Regions from separate parts of the Mus musculus genome. Here region 2 is linked to region 1. Evidence: chromatin contacts called from public promoter capture Hi-C data. All regions are on one chromosome and are shown on one strand. The core of a region is the stretch at or near the end of the contact, and the rest is flanking DNA. Distances in the headings are between cores, read along the strand shown. Region 1 holds the start of Slc25a36 (solute carrier family 25, member 36). Region 2 holds the start of Glyctk (glycerate kinase).

Region 1 (7,103 bases), core at 2,722-5,221:
ACCAGGAGACTCTTTAAAAGCACAGATTAAAAAAAAAAAAATGCTGGGCATGGTGGCGCACGCCTTTAATCCCAGCCCTTGGGAGGCAGAGGCAGGCAGATTTCTGAGTTCGAGGCCAGCCTGGTCTACAGAGTGAGTTCCAGGTCAGCCAGGGCTACACAGAGAAACCCTGTCTCGAAAAACCAAAGAGAAAAAACAAAAACAACAACAAGAATACTGTTTTGATAGTTAAGAATTCTCCTGGTTTTCCAATCCACTAGAACGAATTCTCACAGGGGTTATGTCTCAAAACGTCCCTGCCATTCATAGGTTCAAATCCTACTACCTAAGGTAACAGTAGCTGGGCTTTGGGAAAGTGACTAGATATTGAGGGCAAAGCTTTATGTTTGGGATTGGTGTCATAAAAGACCCTGCTAGCCAGCTCTTCCTACCATCTGAGGTCAGAGTGGGGATGGAGTCTGAGGAAACACAGCCTCACCAGGAAGGCATGTAATCTGCCATCACTACATCTGGTCTCTAGAACTGGAAAAAATAAATGCTAACTTTTTAGATGCCACCTGATTTATGGTGTTTTGCTATAGCAGCCCAACAGGTCTTTGCAGGATGGATCTGTAGACAAGGCTCAATAGTTAAGAGCATTTACTGGGCAGGTTGTGGTAGCAATAACTTTAATCCCAGCATTGAGGAGGCAGAGGCAGGAGGATCTCTGAGTTCTAGGCTAGCTTGGTCTACATACTGAGTTCCAGGACAGCCACAGCTACATAGAAAGACCCTGCCTTGAAGAAAAGAAGGAAGGAAGAAAGAAAGGGAAGAGGAGAAGAGGAAGAAGAGGAAAAGGAGGAAGAGACATCGGTGGCAAAGTATAGGAAAGTATTTACTGGTCTTGCAGAGGATCAGGGATCAGTTCCAGGATTGGCCTGCTTGGGTTCTTATATATATATGTACATATATATATATATATATATATACACACACATACATATACACCCAAATACACATGAGTATCTACACACAGACATAAATATATAAAATTTTAATGTTAAGGTTTATTTTACTTGATGCATACAAATGTTTTGTATCATGTGTGCCTGAAGTACAATGAAAACTAAACCTTAATTACGTGATGATTTGCCTCTGTAACTTAATTAACCCAACCAATGACCTTATAAATTCTGAATATTAACTCTGGCAAAGGCATAATGAGCTCAAAGGGTGACTTATAGTAAGCACGAGTGCTGGTCTGTATCAAACGTTCCTATTTAACAATACAGCCCCAAATCTTTCTGGGACCCTGATGAGCCCACCTGAGTATACACTATTTTAGTTATCAGGAAAGGAACTCAAAGGCTCCCGTGTTAAGAAAACCCTGGCCTAAGAGTAAATGCCACTATGAAAGGTTACTCTTGGTTCTTTTAAGGTATACTGAGCATAATCCAAAGAATAACTGTATGTGAGGAAGCCCAGGCATAGAGAGCCTACAAAGACACACCTCTCCTGTAGTACGGTGAATTTCACAACTCCTAGTGTATATAATTCTATCACAATAAACAAACCTAGCAATTATGAAGAACACACTAAATTATTGCCAAAATAAACAATTTTGATATATAACTTAGACATGTTCAATTAAGAACATTACCAACATCACCTGAACTCTATCTATCTATGTTCAGTACATACAACACTGCCAGAACATTACACAAAACAGAATTCATGTACTGTGTAACTGTCAAGACGTCTACAATAACTTAGTCCTCATTTTACAGGCATGAAAGTGTTTGAACTTAGGGTATTTGTCTTGACATCTGTATGTTTTCTGTATTTTGATTAAATGCCCTTTGCTATCACCTAACACTGCTTCTACAGAGTATATGTACATATGGAACCACTATGTACGAATATGAGATGCAATGGGAAGGAGGGGAAGTCACAACACACGTACTTTGCCCCATTTAACATTCTACTACTGTGTGCGTACTAGACTTCTTGAGAAGTGGAAGAAATGAACTGATATTTTTGAATCCCGTACATAATAATTCTCCATTCCAGCTCTCAACTGAAACAAAAAGCCTACATAGAATGGCCTAACTTCACAAGTGTTTATAAACACAGTGATGTCCTAGTACAACTGGAAAAATCCACATTCAGACTAACATTTATATCCTACACATGCATGTGCTTTAACAAAACTTACACACACACATATGCCTGGACAAAGAATAACAAAGGAGCCACGCAAGGGCTCTAGAAGAGACCATTGTCAACTCTGCTCTACAGGAGAAGTGATTAAAGACTTCTATTTCTTAACTCAAAACAAATTAAAATACCAACCTGAACTACATCTATGGTCTTCTAACTTTCAGAAGATCTAACTACAAGTAGAAATCCAACTACAAGATGCTATCCTTACTTTCTCCTACTCCGCCCCCCCCCCCAACACACACACTCGGAGAAAGAGGGGGGAGGAGAGAGGGAAAGAGAGATTAATAAAATGTTCTAAGGGACCAGGCAGTGGTGGCACACACCTTTAATCCCAGCACTTTGGAGGCAGAGACAGGCGGATTTCTGAGTTCGAGGCCAGCCTGGTCTACAGAGTCAGTTCCTGGACAGCCAGGGCTACACAGAGAAACCCTGTCTCGAAAAACAAAAACAAAACAACAGAAAAAAAAATGTTCTAAGGGCCCGAGGATGGAGCCCAGTGGCAGAGAACTTGACTAGCAGGTGCCAAGTACAGGTACTGCAGAAATTAAATTAGCCCTTTACTGGCAGGAAGCATTTTAGAAACACAAAAGGCAAACTGCTCCTCATAAAATTAGTAGTTGCTTTAATGGCAGAATAGTGGACCGTTCAAAATTGGTGAATCATAAATGTTGAATGAAATGTGTGACAACAATGTAAAGTACTGTCATATTGGCAACAGAATCTCCACACATTAACTCAAAGCAAACAACCATGCAAAGAATGCATACATATATGTATGTATCCCTTAAAGTGGCTGATCCAAGAATCAAACCACCAAACTTTAAAATACTACTTTATTCTGTTATATAGGTTAAAAAGTTAATTCACCATAGCGATTTTTTGTGACAACTTTATAGTCTTGCAGGTAAAAGTCTTAACGTTGCTCTATTATTTCTCTAAATAACTGGGAAGGAACATATCGAATGGAGGAACAAACTTGGCTCAGCAAAATGGCTGTAGCTGGGGGATCAGCAAACCAGACTTCGGGCTCCACACTAATCCTGTACACATATATAATGATTTCATTTAGTAGTCGCCTTCTCTCAAACCATCCATACCCCTTCTCCAAAGCAGGCAGTGCTGAAGGGTCGGGGGGGGGGGGGAGGGGGTTGCCTTCCCATCTCAAGAAAAGAAAAGAAAAGAAAAGAAAAGAAAAGAAAAGAAAAGAAAAGAAAAGAAAGAGAGATTGATTGATTTCAAAGTCACTGCCACTTTTGCACCATCTCCCGCAAACCGGGGCAGGCAAGGGAGAGAAAATTTTCCGAAGCTGGAAATAACCTCTGCGCACCGCGGGCGAGCACTGCAACGCCTTCCCCGCCGGCTACGACGCCGGCCAGCAGCAAAGGCGCAGCGGCGGCCGGAAACAAGGTCGCCCGCGAACGTGGGCAACGTGAGGCCCAGTCGTGCGGGACGGGGAGGCCGAGCCTGCTCCCATTTTGTCGCCATGGCCGAGCCTCCTCCGCGAGGTCCGGGTCCGTGTGCCTCCGCTGTCGCGCAGTACCGGACGAGCTAGGCCGCGACTCACGCCCTGCCCCCGCCCAGGCTCGGCGTGGCCTTCGCAGGCCCGTGGCCTCCAGCCCGCGCGCCCCAGCGACCTTACCCCCCGGCAAACAGATGCACCAGCGTGTCCCTCTGGCTCATTCTCTCTTCTGCATGTCCTCCGGGAGTAGAGGCGGGACGCGGACCCAGCAGGCCGCCACGGCCAGCGGCGAGGGCCAAGAAGGGGGACGCAAGGGAGTGGGCGGAGCCGCCGCTGCGGAAGGCCACCCGCGAACCCACCCCACGGGGTTCCTGCTCCAGCGAGCTCCGTCGGACTGCGCAGTGAGAGTCGTGAGGAGTCGGAGGTCCCTACATAAACAGAAGCTCCTATTGGCTTAGGCCGCGTGACGTCACGAGGTTCGCACGCCTCTTTCACGTGATCGCCCAGGGGGCTCTTCAATGAAGGGCCGTGGGGCAGGACGGGAATGCTTGCTGGTGCGTAGTGGGTCGGCTCGCACTCTCATCCGATGCGCTGATCAGCAGGTCGCTCAGCCCTCGCCACTTAACCTGCGCTGGCCGGCTCTTGACGATCTAGGATAAAACCCTAGCGGCCCAGGGCCACAGCAAGTTTTTGGGTTTAGAACTGAGCCTTTCTGTTTCCCCGTGTTTGCCTTGGAAATCACTTGTGCGAATATACTCGCTTGCACTCTCACAAACAGCACGGCATTAAACATGATCATTAAACATAAGCGTTAAATTGGGATCTGTTGTGGAGTGGCGAGATAAATCGGGTTTTTTTGGTTTTTTTTTTTTGTTTGTTTTTTGTTTTTTGGTCAGGAAAGAGATGCAAAATCTCACTTTGAGACCAACCCTGGCTGCTCTCTGGGGCTTGCCCTCCAACTCAGAGACCTGTGCAAGCCTTAGACTCCCAAGTGAAGGGATTAAAGGCGGTCCACACTCTGTGGAACATTCCTGAGATGGAATGCTGACGGAGAATTCCTGACAGGTCTAAGGTAGAGTCACATGAGGGAAAAGTGTTCAATAAAAGGCAAGTAGATTAAAATGTGAAGGTTTACTACAGGAATAAACCAGCTACTTATTTTACTAATCAACACATTTCTTACATGTATATGTTGGACTAGGGAAAGTTTTCTTTCTCTAGAAAATGGCCATTATTTCAATTTTTTGTTAACTGCTTATTTGCAAGGTACAGATGAATCGTCAAAATAAAATAAATAGATATCAATATGCTAATCACACAGAAGGAACAGAAATATATCTCATTATTTCTTTCTCTTCATCCCCCTCCCCCATAAAACTGCCCTTCCATTTGCAGGGGCCCCATCACCCTTTCCAGCCCACATGAAATTTTCCAGAGCCACTTACGGGCACAACTTGACAAAATTCTAACTGCTTTAGCTCTCTCCGTGTTGTCCGGCAACTAAATTCCTACAAAACGTACAGACTGCAAATGTCCATGCCACTGTAAAGGACTGAGTGTGTAAATTACTTAAAGCATTTCAGCAGTGCAGAGTGTTCCTTATCTGATTATTATTGTTGGGGGAGGGGCACTGCAACCAAAGTCCTTGGCCCAGGGCTTACCCAACTCACCCCCAGTACAGCCTGACTTCTGAGCTTTACTGTTGAAATGAGAACAGTCTATTAGAGCGGGAAAGGATGACAAAGGGGCAAAACTGGAAGAGCGGACACAAAGAGTGACGACAACCCTAGCCAAATGACAAAGATTTCCGCAAGACATCCAACGGGTATTTTCTTTATATGGCAGTTGTGTTGAGACACAACTCCCAGGACACATGTCTCTTTAAAATGTGTGGTTTAGCCGGGCAGTGGTAGCGCACAACTTTAATCCCAGCACTTGAGAGGCAGTGGCAGGTGGATTTCTGAGTTCGAGGCCAACCTGGTCTACAGAGGTAGACAGAAGGACAGCCAGGGCTACACAGAGAAACCCTGTCCCGAAAAAGTATATATATATATATATATATATATATATATATATATATATATATATATATATATATATATATATATATATATATATATATATGTGTGTGTGTGTGTGTGTGTGTGTGTGTGGTTTGGTGGGTTTTAGTATATTTTCCTGGTTGTGTAGCCCTCACCGACCTATTTCCCGACCGCTTCCTCACCCACAATGCAGCCACGTGTTTGTTAGGAGTCGCTCCCATTCGCCCCTCCTCTTCCCTAGAAACCACTGATCTAGTTTCTATCCCTCTGGTTTTGTCTATGCCGCACATTACTTATAAATAAATACATATTTTTAAAAATGGTGTGTGGCCTTTGGTGTGAGGAATTTTTCACTAAAAGTGTCTTCGAAATCCACTCGAGTGTTGCTGCAGGATGGATGCTTCGTTCCCTTTCACGGCAGAACCTCGTTGCTTGACTGAATACTTGACTGATCGGTATTCAGAGAACGAGCCCTTGTTTCCACTCTGAGGCTGTCCCCAACGCTGCGGCTGTGAACAAGTTCTATGGGCATGTTCTTGTACCATCACAGTTATTCCTGGGTCGGTGACAAGACAGTGTTGCTGGTCCCCTTTCTGTCTCTCTTGGAGGCCACTGTGGGTGCAGACCCAGCACATTGTGCTAATTCGGGCGCCGTCCTCTGGGGCACCGCTGCTGAAGTCTATAAGGACTCAGGCTTGAGCAAACCGCCAAGCCTGCTGGGTTCACAGCACTGTCATCGCCTTCTTTATCTCTCCGGATAGAACACTGCTTCACTGAATTCTTTCCATAGGCCCCGTTGTCCTTTCTAGAAGCTTTTACGAGCTTTCCTGAAGGCCGGTATTAGGGCCAGGTGAATGGAGCCAAAGGAAACGTTCCCCCAGTTTACCCATCCCCCTTCTCAATCTCTACCAAGAGGACTTCTGGGAGATACAATCTTTTAGTGAGGAGGGACCAAAGTGATCTTCTCTGTCACGATAGTTGGTCACAAGTACTTCAAAAACAGAGGCCTCACCTTCCTGACTAACAATGGTTTCTAATTTCAATTGCTAAAGAGTTGAAGAAAGTTCTTAGTAGCTAGAGAGTGGGGGTGGGGTAGGGCACAGCTAGACAGAGGTCTTCTTTTCTTCTCTGTTTTTCTGTTATTTTTATTTCTTGTAGGTTAAGAAAATTTAATCGGGCGGGGGGGGGGCGCTTGTTTTTATTTTTGTTTTTTTGAGACAGGGTATCTCTGTGTAGCCCTGGCTGTCCTGGAACTTACTCTGTAGACCAGGCTGGCCTCGAACTCAGAAGTCGGCCTGGCTCTGCCTCCCAATTCCTGGGATTAAAGGCCTGTGCCACCACTACCCAGCGGTTTAGAAATTCTTAAAAGCTTCAGCCCTTAAAACAACAGTTTTAAGTGT
Region 2 (7,103 bases), core at 1,602-4,101, 9.0 Mb after region 1:
CCTGTCAACCCTGTGTGCAGCAAATGTGTTCCTCCCCGGAAGCGGCAAAAGAAAGTGTATGAGTCGTTATTGGCGAGGGAGGTGGCGATGTCCAGGCTCTCAGCAGAAGCCTGGCTGATGAGATCAGACATGACCCAGGCCCCGGCCACCTTTGTAGGCCCATCCTGCCCATCAGTGCCTCCACTCAAAAATAGCACATCAATAGGTCCCAGTGGCTGCCTTCCCAGCTCCACTCCCACGTGCAAGGCCAGTTCTTGGTTCCGACCGCCCTTGCCAGATCCCTGCAGCTGCACCGTGGGCTCACCACCAGCCAGGAGGCAGACCGGCCCTTTAGCCTTTACCACCGCTTCCAGAGCCTCCTCCAGCTGCAGGTCCGGGAGCTGGAGCTCAGCTGCCAGCTGATGGAGTTCCGCCTCCTCCTCCAAGGGACGCTCAGCCAAGGATGGAGTGAGGTGGGCTGCAGCCACCCGGGCTAGCAGCCCGTAGAACCGAGCCACTCTTTTTACATCACCCTGCATGGCTGTGCTCAACACCATGGCATGGTAGCCCAGCACCTCGGCTTGCCTCTGAGCCTCAGCCAGCGCCAGAGAGTTAGAGCCGATGATCACATTGAGGACGTGGCCACAGGTGTGTGGTCCATGGGGGTCAGAGTCAGCTCGGGAGAGCACAGTCTTCACAGAGCGGGGAAGAGCAGCACGGAGGCCATAGTGGTTGAGAATATGCAGGCAGTCTTGCACACTGTGGGTGCTGGCCACCGTAGGGCCACTGGCAATCACTTCCAAAGGGTCCCCAATCACATCTGACAAGATGAGGCTTATCACCTAGACAAAGGCCACAAAATAAGGTTCAGTCTTGCCTCCTCCGTGTTCCGGGGCCCTTAAGGACAAACTGGGCCTGGGTATACAGCATCTGGTATGCTTCCTTGCCCACATCTACCCACATCTTGCCACTTTCAGGTGGGCTGGCAGAACACCTAACCAGAAAGCCTCCCTCTTACTCTCTCTAGGCTTCCTCCCAGGACTTTCCAGGCCAGGCCCCTGCCAACTCATATGTTGGCTTAAGCTCTCATCTCCCTGTCACGTGTTGGGAACCCAGGGCCTACTGAAGAAGTGATTAGTGCACCTGAGCAGGATAGGCAGCCTGAGCCAGCCCTCCACCCTTCAGCTGCGACAGGGCCTTGCGGATGGTGTTCAGCTCCTGGATCGTGGCTCCTCGGGCTGCCAGCAGCTTGGTGAGCATCTGTTTCTCCTCCAGTGTGACAGGTGGGATAGGAGCAGGCAGCAGGGCTGAGCCCCCACCTAAAGTCAGTGAGAGTGTCAGGGAGAGGAGACAGCCCGACCCAGAGAACCAGGCAAGCCATAAGGAAGGTCCTCTAAGAAGGTGGGGTTACAGTGCCCCCTTGTGGACACAGAGTGAAGTTGTCCCCTAGTAGGGGTATACCAGATCCCAGGAGAAGCTTGCTAGCAAAGTGCTTGCCTAGCCTGTGTGAAGCCCTGAACTCTATCCCCAATACCCCCCAAAAATTTTTGTTTTTAAATTTAACTAAGAAAGAGCAAGAAAAAACAGCAAATAAGCAAGAAGAGAGATCCATGGGGTCTGGAAACTCAGCTTCAGGAGCACGAATGACACCGCTGCAGACAGCAATGTCTTCCAAAGGTTCTGATGTGTGTCAGTGTTAGTACCCAGCTGTGCCTTCACCATTACAGATGTTCAACAGGGTGAACTTCCAGCTGAGGAGAGGTGACCAACCTGACACCACTCACTAGGTACCCTCCAGGTTCCTCACTGTCTGCCATGGTCCTGACTTCACCCTGTGACCATATGGTACTCGGGGCACCCCTGTCGGCTGGTCCCACACCTGAGATGAGCACCAGCAGCAGGTCATCTGCAGTGAGCCCCTCTGCCAGCTGCTGGATGGTCAGCGCGGCCCGGAGTGCATCCCGATCCGGTAAGTTGTCCTCGGCGCCCTCGAACACCTGGATGCGGCTGTGTGGCTTCAGCAGCATCTCTCTGAGAAGGGAGAAGGGATGGGGGTGGGCTCCTCTCCTCCGACCTGACTTCTCAGCTGTACAGGTGAAAGCGGCCCACTGATAACCCATTTAGAAACCAGGCCAGACCCAGGAGATAGGGAGATCAAAGAGGAAGGGAGGTGTTCTTCCAAAGGACAGTAGAGGGCGTCCCCCTGCGCCCATAGACTCTTACTTCTTTCCAGCATGTTCCATAGCGGCTCGGATCCCCTTGGGTACGCTGATCACACCCTGCACAAGATGCTGAGCCAGCAGCTCCTCGGCAGCAGCTGCCATGCCCAGTACGGCCTTGCCGAAGCCCACTAGGTAGAGGTTTTCCCGCAGCTGGAAAGTCCGGTCCCGCACCTTCAGCTGTCTGCCACTAGGATCCAGGGACAGTGTCCTCTGCAGCATGGGGCCTGGCTGCACAGCACCCACTGCACTATCAAACAGCTGCCGTGCCTGTTCTGCCAAAGCCATACCACTGGTCATCCGGGCCACTGGGGGCCCCCAGAGGAGTGGACGGGATGGGGCTCGGAGGAGACAGGGCAAGACCTGTAGGGCCGCAGCCATGCCCCGCTTCTCTCAGCACAGCCTCGTGTCCATAGCTGCCTAGAGAGGGAGGAGAAGGAGTGAGGCCACGGACAGAACCCCACCATCCATCATGGCCACCCCTCCGAGGGCTCAGGACTGGCGGACTCCATAACCTGAAATGAAACCTGGAGAAGTCATGAAGCCTGCAGCAAACCTGATCTTACACCAGCCCTGAAAGCCCAGCCCTGATGCCCAGCCACGTCCTCTTCTGTAGACCACACACCAGTCTTCTGGACACTCTGCTCCAAGTCCAAAGTTCCTGTTAAGTGGACCTTCCTCCTAGGTCACCTCCTTTGCCTAGAAGTTAATCATTCATGAAGGACGCCGTTCCTACCAGCAGGCCCCTGGGCCATTCTTCTTCCACATCCTGTACTTCCAAAGCCCTCACACCACGGCAGTGCCCCCTTTCTGGCATTTATGCCTTAGACGTTCCTTTACCACTTCTACTGCCAAGAAAAAAAAAAAAAAAGGCTATTGGTTGTCTAGCCAACTGACCCGGAGTCCATTGACCTCTAGCCTGCTCTGTTAGCTCATACAACCAGTCTGGCAAAGCTGGGTCCATGTGGAAAGGCTGCAGATTTACCAGTGCACACAGCCTAAGGAAGCTCAGGACTCAGGCTAGTTCAGCAAGTGGTCCAGGCACGAATCAAGAGTAACCACAAATCTCACTCAAGGTCAGACCTTCAGCAAGTCCCCAGGTTATAAGCAAAAGGACATGTGCTATGGGGCTCAATCTATAGGACAAGACCAGACACCCTTGTCCCCATACAGCTGGTCATGATCAGCCTTGCCAGGAACATCCCTTTCTGGCTCCATGATAGCAAAAAACAAGTCCTGAGTTACACCCTTCACAACAAAAACAGCCCAGTGCTAGAGCAGGCAAAGGCCGGGTTCCAGTAATGAAGCCCAAACAATCATTTTCTCCACTGGGCAGAGTGAAGGACAGAAAGGTCTTGGGGTAAAGGTCGGGAAGCTACAGCGTAACTATACAGGAACAATAAAAGACTCAGCTGCAAAAAGATATCTAAGTTTAGGGACAGGAGGGTACTGAAGACTGTGCCCGGGCTGTCCATGTAACGAGCGAGCATGCGCTCTACCACTGAGCTACATTCAAGCCCCTAAAAAGGTAGAAAGACAACTGTATCCGTAAGCATGGGTGGAAGAGGGCGGAGTCTAGGGATGGGGTTCTAGCTTTTTTTAAAGCGTGTATTAGTATATCTTTTCTCACACTGAGCTCATTTGCAAGATGTGGGACACAATGAAGCCTAACTCTCACTTTTCAAGGGAACTTGAAAGTGTAGTCCTGTGGGAGAGACCTTCCCTAGCATGCATAAAGTCATCCAGTTCTCCATAGTGCTTGGGAGACTGACGCTCGTATTTTCCTGACACCTAGGGCTTTCTGATTCTCTGTACAAGCTGACAGAGAAAACTCCAGGTAACAGTTTATCCCACTCCTAAACAACGTAGCGCCTGCCAAACCTCCGCCATTTAGCCTTGTAGTTCCCAGCTAGCTTTCCCAGAAACTACTGTTTGTAAAAAGGAATACACAGGGCACTGCCGCGGGACGCCTGCAAACATGTTCAGTTTTCATGTATGGGATTCCCCGGGCTTGGTACTAAACACATCTTAGCATCCAAAACATAAAGCTCAGTCCTAGGTGAATTTTGTATCTCTTTCCCAGAAGGGCAAAAGCCTAGAAGGTCCCTATTAGAATTCAAGGGAAAAAAAAAGTTCAAGTCCAAAATTGCCAAATTAAGTACTGGGTGTTTGGTGAAATTTGAATTTTGGATAAGTAATTTTTTATTATAACTATGACCAGTATATTTTGGATTATTTCTAACTAAAAATTACGTTGTGGTAAGTCTAAAGTTAATTGGACGACTTGCATTTTCAGGAGCCAAATTCCCAACTCTAAGACACTACACCTTCCCAGCTCCAGTGCACCCGCCTTGGTAAGTGAGGATAGGCGAAGACCAGGCTCGACTCCTCCCGGAACCAAAGCGGAGCTGACATCAAGTCCGGAATTGGCCAACCGCCAGGTGACCGGAAGTGACGTCTCCTGAGCCTGAGCCTGTGATCTTCTCGAGGGAAATGTTGCCGTGTAGTGCAAGATGTCGCAAGATTAAGGGGTTGCTGTCGCCTGGATCGGTCTCTGTCCGGGCCAGGAACGACTTCCAAGTACCATTTATTTGCTTGAGACGCAAACTCACCTTCCCGCAGCTTCTGGCGCTGGAGACCGGAAGTACTCTGTGGGTGGGGATTAACCCGGAAGTGGCTGGTCTGAGATCTCCCTAGAGACCGAGAACCTGGTTTAGAACTTTCCGGCCTCACTGACACTCAGAGAAAACCTGAAAAGAGGCGAGTGGGGGGCTCTGGTTTCTGTGTTCTGTGTGATTTGTAATGAGCCTTCCCTGTTCATCCTGTTAGATCTAGTCCACCGTTAAATACACCCTGAATTCTTGTTCGGTTCCGAACAGGGCTGAACATCAGCGAGCGCTACAACACACCCCTCTAGAAAGCGATTTAAAGACATCCATGACAATTCATTGATGCTTACCTCTTTTCTCCGTAAGCCACCACATACAGCTAACTCAGCAAAAGATTTCTGTTGGGTGATTTTTGAACACACGAGCAAAATGACTGTAAACAAAATGACCCCTAAGTCTTTTCTTCCTCCCTACCCTTGCTCTCACATTGTGTCCACTATGATCCAGTCCTGCCTTTTTCCCACATTCAAAAATCAACTATTGGCTGGGCTCCAAAATCCTTTACTGATGGAAAGGATTGTTTCAAACGTGTTTCCTTTAAAAGGTTGTTTTGTTTTGTTTTGTTTTTTTAACCTCGACTCCTACCACATACACAGACACACTTTGTAGCCTAGGCTGACTTCAAGTTTATGATCCTACTGCCTCAGGCTCCTGAGTACTAAAGTCGCAGGTGTGTACTGCTGTGTAATTGAGAAGCTCAATCAGGACCCCACTACACCCCACCCCACACGCTGTCTAAATTTCCTTATTATGTGCCACTTCCTCCACTCCACATTACCTCTTTTCCTTTTGTGAAATCCCTTCCATTTTGCAACTGAAGACATTGCTGTTCCCTGTCAGTCTTAGCAGCCCAGTGGAGTCCTGTTTCAAAATCCTTTAAAAAAGAAAGAAAGAAAGAAAGAAAGAAAAAAAGAAAGAAAGAAAGAAAGAAAGAAAGAAAGAAAGAAAGAAAGAAAGAAAGAAAGAAAGAAAGAAAAGAAAGAAAGGTAAAAAGAAAGAAGAAGGGGAAAAGAAAATTGCAGTTTCTGTTTGTACGGAGGGCAATAGAAATACATAAGAATTAGATCAACTCAGGGGCTGGAGAGATGGCTCAGCGGTTAAAAGCACTGTCTGCTCTTCCAGAGGACTTGAGTTCAATTCCCAGCAACCACATGGTGGCTCACAACCATCTGTAATGGGATCTGATGCCCTCTTCTGGTGTGTCTGAAGACAGCTACAGTGTACTCATATAAAAAATAAATAAATCTTAAAAAAAAAAAACAGACATAAAAGATGTAGAAGTCAACTTAAAAAAAAAAAGAATTAGATCAACTCAATACCATGCAGTAGGTTTCATTGTCTTGCTATCAGATGCATCTTGTGACTAGATTAGGGATAGCAGTGGAGTATTTTTTAAAAATGGATACAGAGAGCTGGAGAGATGTTTCAGTGGTTGTGAGCATTTGTTACTCTGTTCCTAGCACCCAAGGGGTTTACAACTATCCCTAGATCTCCAGTTCCAGAGAAGCTGATGCCCTCTTCTGGCCTCCTCGGGCACCAGGCATTCATGTGGTGGACATATACATGTGAGGCAGAACACATACATAAGGAAGTCTTTCCCTTTTTAGTGGAGACAGGGCTGGGAATGTAGCTCGGCTAATGGAGGACTTGCTTAGCAGGCACAAGGCCCTGGTCTGATCCCCAACATCACCTAAACCAGGCTTCGTGGTACATGCCTATAATCTCCACAGTTAGGAGAATCAAGAGCTCAAAGCCATCCTTGTCTGTGGAGTTTAAGGTCAGTCTGGGATGTGTAAGACCTTGTCTCAAAAGAAGTGGGGGAACTGAAGAGATATGTAGAGCACTTACTACTCTTCCAAAGGATGGGGGTTCTATTCCAAGCACCCTCATGGCAGCTTACAGCCATCTCTAATTCCAAATTCTAAGGAAGCCAGTGCCCTCCCCCTTCCTGCCTCTTAGGGCACCAGTACTGTGCACTTAACATACATGTGGGCAAAACACTCATACACACACACACAATTTAAAAATAAGTTAATTTTAAAAATAGATGGATAGTACCTGAGGAATAACACCCAAGGTTGTCTTTTGGCCTTCATGTACACATGCACACAAATAAGTAAGTTGGACTGGAGAGATGGCTCAGCAGTTAAGAACACTGACTGCTCTTCCAGAGGTTGTGAGTTCAATTCCCAGCAACCACATGGTGGCTCACAACCATCTATAATGGGATCTGATG

What was found. Promoter capture Hi-C pulls out the DNA fragments that hold promoters and counts their contacts.
Region 2: a contact with region 1 is called in a promoter capture Hi-C map of erythroid cells, with 62 times the contacts expected there. The contact joins the promoter of Glyctk here to the promoter of Slc25a36 in region 1.

What each region holds. Positions count from the first base shown.
Region 1 is chr9:97,107,070-97,114,172 of GRCm38.p6, forward strand. Slc25a36 (solute carrier family 25, member 36) reads right to left here and starts at 3,972. Exons shown (of 7, transcript NM_138756.4): 1 at 3,842-3,972. The coding sequence starts at 3,882.
Region 2 is chr9:106,155,287-106,162,389 of GRCm38.p6, forward strand. Glyctk (glycerate kinase) reads right to left here and starts at 2,852. Exons shown (of 4, transcript NM_174846.4): 1 at 2,203-2,852; 2 at 1,859-2,010; 3 at 1,123-1,298; 4 at 1-821. The coding sequence starts at 2,579. D030055H07Rik (a long non-coding RNA gene) reads left to right here. Exons shown (of 7, transcript XR_003948237.1): 5 at 1,007-1,231; 6 at 1,707-1,948; 7 at 4,495-5,413.